Regions from separate parts of the Mus musculus genome. Here all the other regions are linked to region 2. The links are chromatin contacts, called in public Hi-C maps. All regions are on one chromosome and are shown on one strand. The core of a region is the stretch at or near the end of the contact, and the rest is flanking DNA. Distances in the headings are between cores, read along the strand shown. Region 1 overlaps Pold3 (polymerase (DNA-directed), delta 3, accessory subunit). Region 2 holds the start of Chrdl2 (chordin-like 2). Region 3 overlaps Xrra1 (X-ray radiation resistance associated 1).

What was found. Hi-C and Micro-C count contacts between places; a contact is called where the count stands out from the background.
Region 1: a Hi-C map of uterus shows a contact between it and region 2, with 5 times the contacts expected there. The contact joins the enhancer-like site here to the promoter of Chrdl2 in region 2. A contact is called at or near these places in 16 of 39 promoter capture datasets (the 3T3-L1 cell line, the C10 cell line, the HPC-7 cell line and 12 more), 18 of 484 Hi-C or Micro-C datasets (the AtT-20 cell line, the C10 cell line, the G1E-ER4 cell line and 13 more), 5 of 115 datasets of contacts at active chromatin or transcription factors (PVALB interneurons, bone marrow-derived dendritic cells, embryonic stem cells and 2 more) and 4 of 9 other capture datasets (adipose tissue, liver, macrophages and 1 more).
Region 3: a contact with region 2 is called in a Hi-C map of bone marrow-derived macrophages, with 55 read pairs. The contact joins the enhancer-like site here to the promoter of Chrdl2 in region 2. A contact is called at or near these places in 8 of 39 promoter capture datasets (the C10 cell line, the HPC-7 cell line, HPC-7-derived erythroid cells and 4 more), 1 of 15 datasets of contacts at CTCF or cohesin (large pre-B cells), 29 of 484 Hi-C or Micro-C datasets (B cells, the Ba/F3 cell line, the C2C12 cell line and 20 more), 9 of 115 datasets of contacts at active chromatin or transcription factors (the 230-238 cell line, bone marrow-derived dendritic cells, bone marrow-derived macrophages and 3 more) and 4 of 9 other capture datasets (adipose tissue, liver, macrophages and 1 more).

The regions. Positions count from the first base shown.
Region 1 is chr7:100,078,459-100,082,695 of GRCm38.p6, forward strand. Pold3 (polymerase (DNA-directed), delta 3, accessory subunit) reads right to left here. Exons shown (of 12, transcript NM_133692.2): 12 at 3,655-4,237. Among named protein-coding and RNA genes, the nearest start is that of Pold3, 41 kb to the right of the region's middle. Within about 2 kb of position 1,898, at least 5 of the 459 cell types and tissues checked have an H3K27ac peak or open chromatin away from gene starts, as enhancers often do. A contact at or near this core is called in the N1E-115 cell line and uterus, where this site is marked.
Region 2 is chr7:100,004,812-100,009,067 of GRCm38.p6, forward strand. Chrdl2 (chordin-like 2) reads left to right here and starts at 1,593. Exons shown (of 11, transcript NM_133709.3): 1 at 1,593-1,836. The coding sequence starts at 1,755.
Region 3 is chr7:99,915,945-99,919,838 of GRCm38.p6, forward strand. It overlaps Xrra1 (X-ray radiation resistance associated 1), which reads left to right. Exons shown (of 19, transcript NM_001164258.1): 16 at 1-161; 17 at 754-869; 18 at 1,038-1,143; 19 at 1,436-1,880. The coding sequence ends at 1,695. Among named protein-coding and RNA genes, the nearest start is that of Gm38405, 12 kb to the left of the region's middle. Within about 2 kb of position 1,602, at least 69 of the 459 cell types and tissues checked have an H3K27ac peak or open chromatin away from gene starts, as enhancers often do. A contact at or near this core is called in Th1 cells, bone marrow-derived macrophages, double positive thymocytes and 1 more, where this site is marked.

The DNA.
Region 1 (4,237 bases), core at 648-3,147, 74 kb after region 2:
AGCTACAAGCAAAACACCCATACAAACACACAAAAGAATGAGCATCAGTCATCAGTAGACGGTATAAACTAACATGTAGCCAATATGTAATTCCACATGGAGGGGTAAAACTGAGCAATGGAGTCCAACTGTCATGATACACACACACACACACACACACACAATCCTGCCTTCAATACTTCCCAATTCTATGATCTTGAGCAAACTGTTTTCTCAGGCAAAGCAGGAATAAAAGTGCCAGTGGACTAGAGACATAGTTCAGTAGCGTGTATGCCTAGTACGTACAAAGCCCTGGATTCCATCTCAGTACCACACAAACAGGGTGTGATGATCTATAACCACAGTCCCATCACTCAGGAAGTAGAGTGGATCAGGAGTTTAAGGGCACTGTTGGCTGCAGTGAGTCTGAGGCCAGCCTGGGATAACTCATCTCAGGGTTGTTAACAATGCATGCAGCAGTGCTTGGCACATAGAAGGTGCTTAAAATGAACTCTTTTCTCCTAGTTTCATGTGTCAAACTATAAGGTATTGCCCACACATTATCTTACTAATGGTTTGCATTTTAAGTGAAGACGCTGAAGTCAGGGGGCAGAACCTGGCCTACAGTCAATGCTGAACAGAGGCCCTTCTGCTTCAAGCTTACACTTCCATCAGAGAACCCTGCTATCCAGTGTGTCTAAACTGTTGGGACTCTACATAATCAAGGCGAACCTACAGAGAACCACTGTACAAACTGACTTGAAATATTCCTAGTTATTTGCTTCAAACTTGTCTGCAACTCTCCAGTCTCGGCGTGGACAGGAGCTATGTTAAAGACTCCCACTTGTACTTTTCTTACTTGGACCACAGTGTATAAATGGTGAATGAAGAGAACCCACAGCTGAGAGAACCCACGCAATGCTAACCGTTCCCCAGGGGTTTCCTGACACTCATCTAAGCATTGTCATTGTTGAACATTGTTGTTATAAACTAGTGTGTATGTGACTTGTCTCCAACATGGTAACTTACAGGCTCTTACAAATGCCAGTCTCTTGTCTGGGACTAAGGTGACGATCATCCAACAGCTTGAGGCTTTGCATGTGAAGGAAGGATCCAAAGCAGACATCAGACAAGGTGGTTTTTCCATCCTTCAAGCGCAGTCCAGGGAAAGGCAAGCCGCATGGAAGAAGAACCTTGAGAAAGCCCAGGAGACCGAAGGAAAAGCTGAAGAAGGGCTAGCCACAGAGAACTCTGAGCCTTAAAAAAGAAGGTGGTGAGAGCCAAGGGGAGGCCTCAAGGAATGAGGAGCCTGGCAAGGGTGAGGGAGAAAAATAAAGGAGGGGAGTGTGGCAGCTTAGGCTTGAAATGGAAGGGCAATTCTGGAGTTACGGTGGGTTCTGATCCAATGGAAAATTAGACCAGAAGCCTTACCAAGCTTCTCGCTAAGGAGCCTGGGTGGTCATCTGTGGGTGGCCCACACTTAAGAACACACACACACACACACACACACACACACAAAACTGGACAGAGACACAAGAGGGGAGAAGTGTCATGCAGCAGGGAGTGGCAAGAGCCGGTCCTAAATGCAGTTATTTGGGTACAATGTACCCTTCAGAGAGGGCACGGTGACAGCATGGGCTAATTTACAGAGCCTCCGGGTAATAACTCAGAAAGCAACACTCCCTTCTCCCAACAAAACGAGGCAGCCCCTGAAGGTTTCATGGTGGTAAAAGCTGCATTATACAGCATTCTGAGATCCCAGAACCAATGAAAAGAGAGACAAGTTTACTAAAACGAGTCTTGACACTGAGTGCATTTCTGGCAGATCCGTTATTAGACGCTAGTTCTACCCTGTCCTCAAGAAACGATTTGTTTCCTTATAAGGCTCTTCTCTTCTGCTCTCTGTACAAGCACCATCTTCTTAAAGGAGTAAAGCGGGGAGAACCTGTCCTGCCCCCATCCCACTCCTTGTGGTTCAAGCTAAGTAGAGGTCCCTACCACTGAGGGTGTCAAGGAACTATCAGCTCTCAAAAACCGATTCTGCTACAGAAATGCAAGCTGGAGTAGAGCGCCTGGGGAACAATGCACAGTTTTAGGCAGCCGCAGGAATGAACCAGCTTTAGCTCTGACAGTCTCTAATCTCATTAGCACTTTCCCACTACTAGACTTCAGATGCAGTATGCACTTCCTGACAGATATGCTCTCACAGTATCCAGGAGCACAGGACGTGCTGTCACATGGAACATCACAGAGTCATGAGAACTGACTTCTAATGGAATTAAAACAAACAAAAACCAAACAAAAACCCTCTCAACGTTTTTCAGTTGGTCTCCATTATCTATGGGCAAATTCCAAACTACTTAGCAGTACCCCAACGTCACATCTCAATGTATTTCCCCATTTTAAAATTCTACGATCTGGGAGCTGGAGACATGGCTCAGTGGTTAAGAGCACTTGCTGCTCTTACAGAGGGCTAGGGTCCCATTCCCGGAACCCACACGATGGCTGAGATGCCTTCTGAACTCCAGGGCACCAGGAACACACACAATGCACACACACTCAAAAGATACCAAACCTTAGTTCTACAATCTATCCTTTCACACCCAAAACCATGTTCTTTGCCTGGGACGTCCTCATTCTCCGTTCTTGGTAAAATCATACATGTCCTTCAAAGGACTGTGTGGTTCTCCCTCCAGCTCACCTTGAGACCCACCCTCTTGAAAGCACTGAAAGACCTGACTTATGTACTGCTGCACTCACTGCCCTGAAATTCCAATTTATAGATGCATGTCCACTGGATCCTGAAGACAAGAAACACATTCTAGTTTCTATTGTATCCTCATGTGTTCTGGTCAGATGCCTGGCATGTTACATGCAATAAATGTTTTAATGAATAGTAAATACTGCTATCTATAAGCATTTCTTTCAATAAAAAGAAAGTTCTACTGTTTAAAGCCTGTCATTAAGACAGGATGGCCATCTTCCCCTTTTGATCAGGTGTAAAGCCAGGAGGCCTCCATTTGGGTCATGTGCTGGGTAGCATTTCAAGGAGCTGGTAGCTGCCTGCATCTACCATCTGGAAAGCAGCAGCACTGAGTGCCTGTCACTGTGAACCACATTCAGGCTACAGACACCAGTACGACTCCACACCGAGTGGCTCATTTTAGTTTGACTTTGTTAAGGCTCCTGAGAGAAAAATTTGCCCAACATCACCCAGCCAGCAAGGGATGAAGCCAAACCAATACAGAATGCAAGATCAGGGCTAGATTTTCCTCCTAATGAACTGAAAAGTAAGGTTGGCTAAAGCTAAGATTTCCCACAGGACTGAAAAGATGAAGATAGCAAACATTTCAGATCGTGGGTATGTGCTTTTAACAACATAACTGAAAACCAGCCTGTTCCTGGTCAGCATTTGGATAACTGTACTCCTGCCGCCGGGCTGTCAAGTGACAGACCCATCAGACATTCAGTTTAAAGCTCTGCTTCAAAACAGCTTCTTGAATTTAACTCATCGGTAACCTGGCTGAGCACTGCATAGATTGGAGAGAAAGGCCACCACTCAACGTCTGCTTAGCTTTGCAGGCAGCCCAGAATCCAGGTGGCATACACGTTGCACACAGAAATCAGGTTTGCATTCTCCCTTGAAAGATACAACTCCAACTCGCACCAGAGCTCCAATTCAAATTTGGTTTTATTAGAAATCCCACCATAATCAAATTTTTTAAAGACTGGATGGTTGCCTTGTACTTTTCCATTCCCATTTACAAAAATCACTAGAGGCAATGACAAAAATAACCACTGAAAATAGGGAATTCTCCAGAGCTTTCCTGTAAGCTTAAGTCCAGGCATTCCACTCTTTTCCACGTTAGAAAAAACAGTTTTGGAGTACACCAACCTTTACTCAGCTTGATGGACAAGCATCTGCCCTCCAGTTCTCGACAGGAGACCAGGACTCATCTCCCAAGCTGCTGGTCTCCAGGTAGCCCAGGCTTGGTTGCTAAAGCAGATGTGTAAATCCCAAGTCAGCCCCAACCCCAACCTCCAACAGTAGGCAACTGATTACATGACACAAGCCAGCCCTCAGCGGAGGGTTGGAGCAGACATCCCTCATCTCCCCTGGGTTCACACCAGCAGTGGAGTCTGGGTTCCCTCACTACAGCTCAGTGTGCAAAGCCACTGCCACACAACACGGACAGGGCTCACCTCCTGCCCAGCCAGAATGGAAGGTGACTGAAAGTTATAAAAGTCAGCCCCCTGT
Region 2 (4,256 bases), core at 343-2,842:
ATTACTTCTTAGCAAACACTGTATCCAGGAGGGTGGAGTGGAGGAGAGCTTTGACAAGGAGAACCTAAGTCAGAGGAGGACTGGAAGGAGCTCATGTTTGTCTTCACTCTGAGAGCCCTGAGTAGGGGCTTTCTTGGTCACTGGTTCCTCCCACTGCTCACTTGGCGTGAGGAGTGCAGCCTTAACCCTGCCAGTCAGATAACCTGGAATGGGGTGTGGCCTGCCACTTCTCCATCCTTACACCTGTCCTGGTCTGAGACACTGGTAGCTGTGTAAGAGATGCTCAGGAATCAAGGTCCAAAGCCAGGACGACTGTGTTTGCCCACAGTGGCCCAGCAAGCTGTGGATGGCGCCAGCACCTTGAGTCTGCCCTCTCATTGCAGAGCCTGTGTGCTCTGGGGTGGACAGAGCTTGTTCTTTTCTTAGGGTCCTATTAGTTCAGGAGCTCACCTAACATGAGGTCTGGAGCAACAGCCTGCCCAGGCTGCTGGGGTTCTGGATCAGCGTGCTCACCTTCTGGTGAAAGGACAAAGCTCTGACCCTGGCTGTCACTGGCGCATGCAGAGCAGTGGGGCCTCGCCTGTAGAAAGAGTTCATCCTGGGCTGCTTGGTAAGTGGTAGCAGCAGTGACTCCATAGCAAAGCTACCTCTCATCTGGGGATGATGCCTAGGACCACCACCTGCCAATGGGAGATTCCAGGTACCTGAAATGGCTTTCCTCCAAAGTTGAAGTGCTTTGATGTTCCAAATCTTATTTAATCCTTTGCGACATTTGCAGGACGATATTGAAGACTTTTAAAGTAACTCAAATCATTATCTTAGTGCTGGAGAGAAAACCTTTCTCCTAGGCGCTATGTGCAAGCACACAGACTGTGTTCAAAATGGCAAGTGTCTCTGCACTCCCCCACCAAATACCCAATCCTGAGATTCCCAGACCCGTACTATGACCTTCCCCACTCAGTTTCATCTGAAATCTAACTGGGTTGGTTCCCCTTGCAGGCTGCGTACCGCGGGGAGCCAGGGGTTAAAACCCGGGGCGTCTGTGGCCCCCTTCCCCCTCCCCAGCCCCCTCGTCTCCACTCGGCGCCTTGCCTGGAGCGAAGGTTCCCAGCCCTGCACTAAAGGGGAGGGGGAGAAATGGGCTTGTTTCTCGTGGCCAATCCACGAGCTCGCGGTGCCTCAGAGGAGGCGCCAGCATTAGGGCGGCCCAGGGCTGCAGGCTTCCCGCGGCAAAGTACAAATGCGCCCGAGCGCGGCGTCTGGCGCCCGAGGCGTGCACAGCGGCAGCGCTCAACCTCCCCCGCGCCGCCACCGAGGGTCTTGTCGCCCCACCGCGCCCCAGACCCGCGCCGGACCCCGCGCCGCCGCGCCGCCGCCAGCCAGCGCCACAGGGACACTGCACCCCGGTGACCGCACCCCGCAGATCCCGGTTCTCTAGCTAGCACCTTCTCCCTCTCTGCCATAGCCTTTTTCTTCATTTCCCCAACTAATTTCTCTCTCTCTCTCTCTCTCTCTCTCTCTCTCTCTCTCTCTCTCTCTCTCTCTCTCTCTCTCTCTCTCTCTCTTCTCCTCGTCCCCTCCCCACCGTCCTCTCATCCTCACCTTAGACCTCTCCTGTCCTTGGCTCCTCTTCATCTTTGCTTTTCCGACTCCTCAAGCAGCGGTCCTACTTGGTCCTCTGAGGACTTACTTGTGTCCTTATCTCACTTTCTCCCGGCTCATCCCGGGGTTGTCTGACCTTGGGACAAGGAAGGATGGTTCCCGGGGTGAGGATCATCCCCTCTTTGCTGGGACTCGTGATGTTCTGGCTCCCGTTGGACTCGCAAGCACTATCCCGTAAGTAGAAACCAGGCAAAGTCTGGGCAGGCAGGGGAGGGATGCGAACCAGTGGGATGTACTTTGCTGGAAGATGTTAGTTAGGACCTGGGGACCCCTTAACGCTTGCATTTATCCAGGCAGCACCTGCATAGCAGGGGTAGATGTTGCTCCATGACCAGTGTGGGCTGGTGAGTCTTGGGGGGAGAAAAGTTTGGCAGAGTTTCTTTCTGGGGTGCTGCTGGGGGAAGAGCAGTGTGCATTGTGGGAAGGGACTTTACTCCCAGCAGCCTGATGTGTTGAGTGTGAAAGACGGAAAGGCTGATGAGCTCCTGGGCTGAAAGATGAACAAAGTGGAGTCCATTATCGCTTTTGATACTCACAACACTCCATGAGGTGTCATCATTACATTTAATTGATGAGTAAAATCGGCAGGGCAAAGAGAAGAAAGTTTCCGAAGCTGGTAAGCTATCCAAAGCCAAGAGTCTAATTCCAAATCCTGCCTTTACAGCGTCTGGGAGACACCCCGATGTGGGGCTGTGAGACTGGAAGGCATCGGGGCGTGGTGAAAAAAGATGAGGTTCTTCATCTTCCCAGCCTCACTGTGTGCCAGCTGATGGGTCAGACACGGAGGGCACCTCACCATCTCTTTTCTAATCTATAAAATAGGAGCCTCTTAAAGCCGTTAAATGTATTAAATGACAGGGAGCAGGCAGAGCAGCTTGTATAGAGATGCTACAAGGTGGCCTCATCAAAGTGTATCAGCTGCCTAAGCCCCCAGAGTTTCCACTTCAAACAGTAGGTTATGCAGGACCACAGCCTCTGTTTCCTAACTGCCCCTCCTTATGCTGGTGACTCCTTCTGAACCTCCCCAATAAAGAAACAGAGCCCAACAAGGACAGTAGTTTGCTCCAGGCCACCAAACTTGAAGACCCAGGTCCCCACCCCCTAGCTGACAACCTTTTCCAGGCTTGGCTCCACCTGCCAGCTCTGCTTCTGACTGGCTACTGGCTTTGTGGAGCTAGTGAGGCTAGATTCTGTCCTGCTTCTGGGAATGGAAATGTTGCATGTCTGTCTGACGTCCCCTAGCCTGTCAGTGGCATGAGAATTATGGACACCCTCATGTCTCATAAGACAACACAGAGAGCTCAGACTTGGCTTCAATTCCTGACTGCCTCTTACACCTGAGTCATTTTTCAAACTTCTGTGAACTTCAGTTTCTTCATCGGCAAACAAGAGCTACTAACCAAGGTCTAAGGATGTGGGGGAGGACTAAAGGGAGTGATGCTTTCAGATGCATACTGTCAAATATTCAGTAAATACCCCCTCCTTCCTTAAGCCCTGAGAGTTTCCTCCTAGCCTGCCTGCTGTCCACTGAAGGAGACTTAGTCTCAGAGGACTGCCATGCCTGCCCTGGACTTGACCCTGGCCCTGCAGCTTCCTTTCCAATACCATTGCCCTGGGTGAACCACTCTGATGATGGCTCAGAAGTACTCAAAGCCCCCGTCTGCCCACCATGACCACCTTCAACAATTCAGACACCTCTTCCAGAAAATTCTACCTGGTGACCAGCTCCCTTTCTGACCTCCCCTCCTCTGTGCCTCCAAGAGCCTTCCTGTCTGTTTCTGTCACTAGGTTCTTCAGTTGGCTACCTCCCCCATAAATACAGAACCCCAGACACTCAAGAAAATGACTATCACTAAAGCGAGGTGGCCTGGCATTCTGGGAGGAGCATTAAGATCCTGGTGGTGTCATGGCTGAAAGAGCTTTCTCTTCTGTGTCTACTATCGGATTATCTCCTTTCACAGTTCATCTGAAGGAGGGTCTGCTACAAGGCCACAAAGGAAGGAACAGAGACCTAGATCCTAACCCAGGTCCCGTCATTTGTTGGCCGTGGGAATTGGGACACATCCCGTATCTCTGAACCTAATGATGATTGGTGCTGTAGGTCTAAGAATTTTGCAAGTCTCCTGCTGGTATCCTATTTTAAGGTCTTGCATGAAAGCTCTTGTCTTAGGGTAAGAGAGATCTCAAGCCTGTGGTGTGTAAGAAGTCCCCTGGTGACATCCAAAGTGCTTTTACAAATGGTGCCAACAGATGGGTGTTCTTAGGTCCAAGCCAGCCACACCGTTAAGTATGTCTAGGGCAAGTGAGCCGGGGTTTTGGCATACTCCTTACCTGAAGTCCAAGGATGCTCGGTCGGCAAAGGTTATTTATTCTCTCTGGCTCTACTTCCACCTGCAGATCCATACTGAGTCCAAGCTAAGCCACACTGAGCCCTAACTGTCTGACACTCACCACTGACTGATCCCCAGTTCCACCTGAGGCTGGAGGCTCTGGCCTCATTTCTGACTGGTGCTGATCCCAGTTCCAGGTGGAGTCACATCTGTGTGGTTCCACCCTGGTCATGCATCCCCTCTGTGACCCAGAAGTGGCCACAT
Region 3 (3,894 bases), core at 352-2,851, 89 kb before region 2:
AAATTTGGAGGCAGTGAATGACCAAAGGAGACCATCAACAGCACCCAGAGAGACAAAGAGGACTCGGAGGAAGCAGACGGCTACCTCTCTGCACAACAAGTATGACGGCTATGAAGAGCTGCTCACAGTCAAGCCTGACCCTGCGTTTTTGGAGCCAAAGGGTATGGGATTAAATGCTGGCATTAAAGGCATGTGCCACCAGGCCCTGCTCTCTGTCAGGGGATTCTTAGGGCATGGCAGCATCGATGTCCTTTGCTGAACTGTCATGGCATTGGAGGTCGTGGCTTTTTCAAAGACTAGCTGGATTAGCCTGGGTGTAAAATTTACTTGCAGAAAAGGGCTAATAACCAAGCAAAGCAAGCAGGCTCCTGAGCTCTCACAGCCCGTTAAGGACCGGTAGACCATCGCAAACCCATCCCACCTGGTTTGGGGCAGCAGAGACAGTGCCATCTCAGCTTTGATTCAATTTCCTCTGATGTGCCCCAGTATCTGTGCCTCCAAATTAGCCTGCCAAGGAGCGGCTTTCCTGAGAGTCAGCCCCTTTCCATGTGACTGCCTTTAAGGGATCACTGTGAGGCCAAAAGTCTCTTCACATTAGACTCTGAGCTCATGGGGACATTTCACTCAACGAATGGTGGAGGTCTAGGCAAGGGAGCAAACGAGGGAGCCCTGGGAACTGCTTTCTTGGGCGTTAAAGTCCTTGTCCAAGTGCTGATCTGGGTCAGGGATGACACCTGTTGCTGCATCCTCTAGGCATCCAGAAGAACGCACAGGCCCTGCATCGAATGCTGAAGCAGCCGCTCATCTGCCGCTCCTCCAAGCCCAGGCTGGACACTTTCCAGAAACCCTACGTTCCCAAGGAGAAGAGGGTAAGCACTTCAACCACTGACTGTTCCTGAGCTCCGAGGACTCCGCAGGTAGTACAGACCCAGTGGTTACTTTGGGACCCTGAGGCCAGTTTCCCAGCGCTCCCTACTGCCCCCTGCCTGTCACTATGACTGTATGAAGTGACAGACCTCTTCCTTGCCTTGTGCCAGGCCGGGAGGATACCGATTCTACCCCCACGGAAGACCCGAGCGCAGCTGCTGGATGATATCCTCATTCGCATGCGGGACCCTCGGAATGTTACTGAGGCTCCACTGGGTATGGTGCCAGCTGTCCCATCCGGCGCAAGTTTAGCAAGGAGGGCGGGTGCAAAGCTAGAAGGGAGCATGGTGAGCAGGGAGGGCTGTGGGAAATGGGAATTTCTGAGCGTCTACCTGCAGTGGGCTGTAGCATGCAGGCAGAGGTTTCCACGTCATCAGCACCTTCGGATCTTGTAAGACATGACTTCCTACTGTCGGGGCTGGACTGCTTCTACACACCGAAATACTTTCTGCATCTCTGGGCCAGGGAAACCGGGCGATCCTGGCGCTGTCCTTTCTCATTCCTGTAGGCACTGTGTTGCAGCGGCGCGCACAGCAGCGCCTAGTGAACCAGAAGCAATACCGAGAGGCCAAGAGGCTGCTCAAGGAGTTCCGCGCACGCTACCGGCAGCTGGTACGCAGCTCGCTGCGGACTGTGTTCGCTGCCAGCCCGCCGCCAAGGCCGCCTACCCGCCGTGCGCTGAGCGCCGGCCAGCCCAAGTTGGGCCGCTTCCTCGAGTTCATGGACGAGTTCTGCCAGGAGCCCACGGCCAGCGACTCGAAAGAGTAGAGCTGCACACCGCCCTCCCCAAGGGCTCTGCGCCCTGGACTGTGCCCAGCCCTGAACAGAGGGGGCTTGGGCTCCATTTCGCTCCGTGGTCAGTATGGGGAGCACAGCAGGACCTTGCCTCGGAGCCCGGCCAGGCTGCACCTGGTGGCTGGCCCAGCAGCAATAAAGAGTGGTGTAGAGCAATACAATGTGTGCCAAGTATCCTCCTTGGAGGTCAGGCCAGGGCCACAGTGGCAGTGTCACTAAAGAAAAATCTCTGCTGATTCCTGCATCCCAAGAGGGCTGTGAGTACCCCACCTGAGCCAATCAGGACAGCTTCCCTAAGTGCCTAAGCAGCAGCAAGTAGCCAGCAAGAGGCAGGGTGGGGAGGTGGGGGCTGTAGAGGCCAGGGGACAGTTTTCCTGTGAGGAAGCTTTTTCCATTGTGAGGGTGAAAGAACACAGAATGGTTCCTTTTGAGACCATTGCTGGTAGAAGGGAAGGTTTGGTTCCCCAGTGTCCTATAATCCAGTAAAGAAACAATCTGGCCAAAGCCGACTGGGGCTGCTGCATTCTTGGTGTGTGCCCTGTAGACAGCATCTGGCCCAGGAGGGTCTGGAGAAGTCCACCAGGACTATGCTGGGTGGGACCTAAGGAGGCAGCTGACCTGCAGTACCCAGGGCCCAGGAAGCACAAGGCTTCTTGATCCTCAGCAAGACAGATCCCCCCCCCCTTCCAATTCCAACCATTTGCATATTATTGAACCCAACTTCGCAGACTTATGCAAGTAGCCAGTTAAGCTTATACTAAGCTGTGATCATTCCCAGACATACATGTGATGTACTGTCACTACACAGGTCACCCTAGGTGACAAAGGGTACAGTTAGCCCATTCACAGATGTCTGAACAGAAACAGGTAACACAGTGACCCGCAGCAGTAGCCACACTCAGGGCATTTGTTGACTTGACTGGTCTTTCTGGAGTTCCAGAGCACTCATCTTTCCTTTACTGCTAGGAGAATCCTTCCTGACTCTGACATCGTCGACCCAGCAGGTTCCCTTCAGCCAGGTGTGCTCGTGCCACACATTCTCTCGGATGGACCTACCTCCACCAAAAAAACCCTGTTCCAACCTAGCTTCTTGCCTCTCTTTGGCACTGTTAATGGTGTTGCTACAAGGGACTGTGGAGTATATCTACTGGAGTTCCCCACTTCTGGCTCTGCTCTCTGTACCCCCATGGCAGCCCAATAATGGCACACTGATCTGGGCCAAGCACCTCTTGCTTCGATAGGCTGGGTACCTCTCCTCATCATTCTGAATTCCTTACTTTGGCTTCCCACCTCCTAAGCTGCTTTCATAGAGAGCAGAGTTCAAGCATGGGCCTCCTTTTCCATATATATAATAAGATGTTACAACTGGACCCCCAGAAGGAAGCCACTATGTAGTACCCCAATTTTGCCGCTACTCTAGTAACACTTGGTCAACAGACATGGCAGCTCATGCTTTGTTTTAGACAGGGTCTCATGTAGCCCAAGATGGCCTCCAACTCTGTAGCCAAGGATGGTGCTAGACTCCTGATCCTCCTGCCTCTGCACACTCCAAGCTGGGCTCACTGGTAACTTTTAGCTTCAGTTTGTGTCCTCCAACCTTCCCAACTGTCTCTAGTTACCCAAGATGCTGGTGAGCAATTTGGAAGTTGGGCTAGGAGAGAGAACTGGCAGATGGAGGAGCAGATTGTGTTCACATCCTGAATTAGCTCAGAATCCCATGGTACAGTGGGTAAAGTGGAAGACAGCCTGGTTCCTGGCCCAACCAATTCCAGTCCAGATAGCAACTGGAACCACAGTTTGCCGAGGCCAGTGGTAGAGGTTCTCACTGTAAGGTTAGCAGAAGAGGCAACCAGCACCTTTGCAATCAGAGGGCCCCGCACCTAGACTCTGAACTGCCAGGGCTGGAGTTCCCATCTGGAAAAGGATACAAGCCACCATACCCAGTTAGAAGGGAATTAACAGTGTGCCCAACATCTTGCTACTCTAGAGACCAAGTGCCCAGCACTGTCTTCAAGTCTCCAACTGGCAGCATGGTCACTTTAAGCACTTTCCCTTGAAGGTCTTGGACCAGGTGACAAAGGTCCCACATCCTGCCTCACCATGTGTGACATCAACTCAAAATGGTCTTCCAGGTTCATTTTCTGAGTTTAAAAGGAACAGGTAAACATTTGT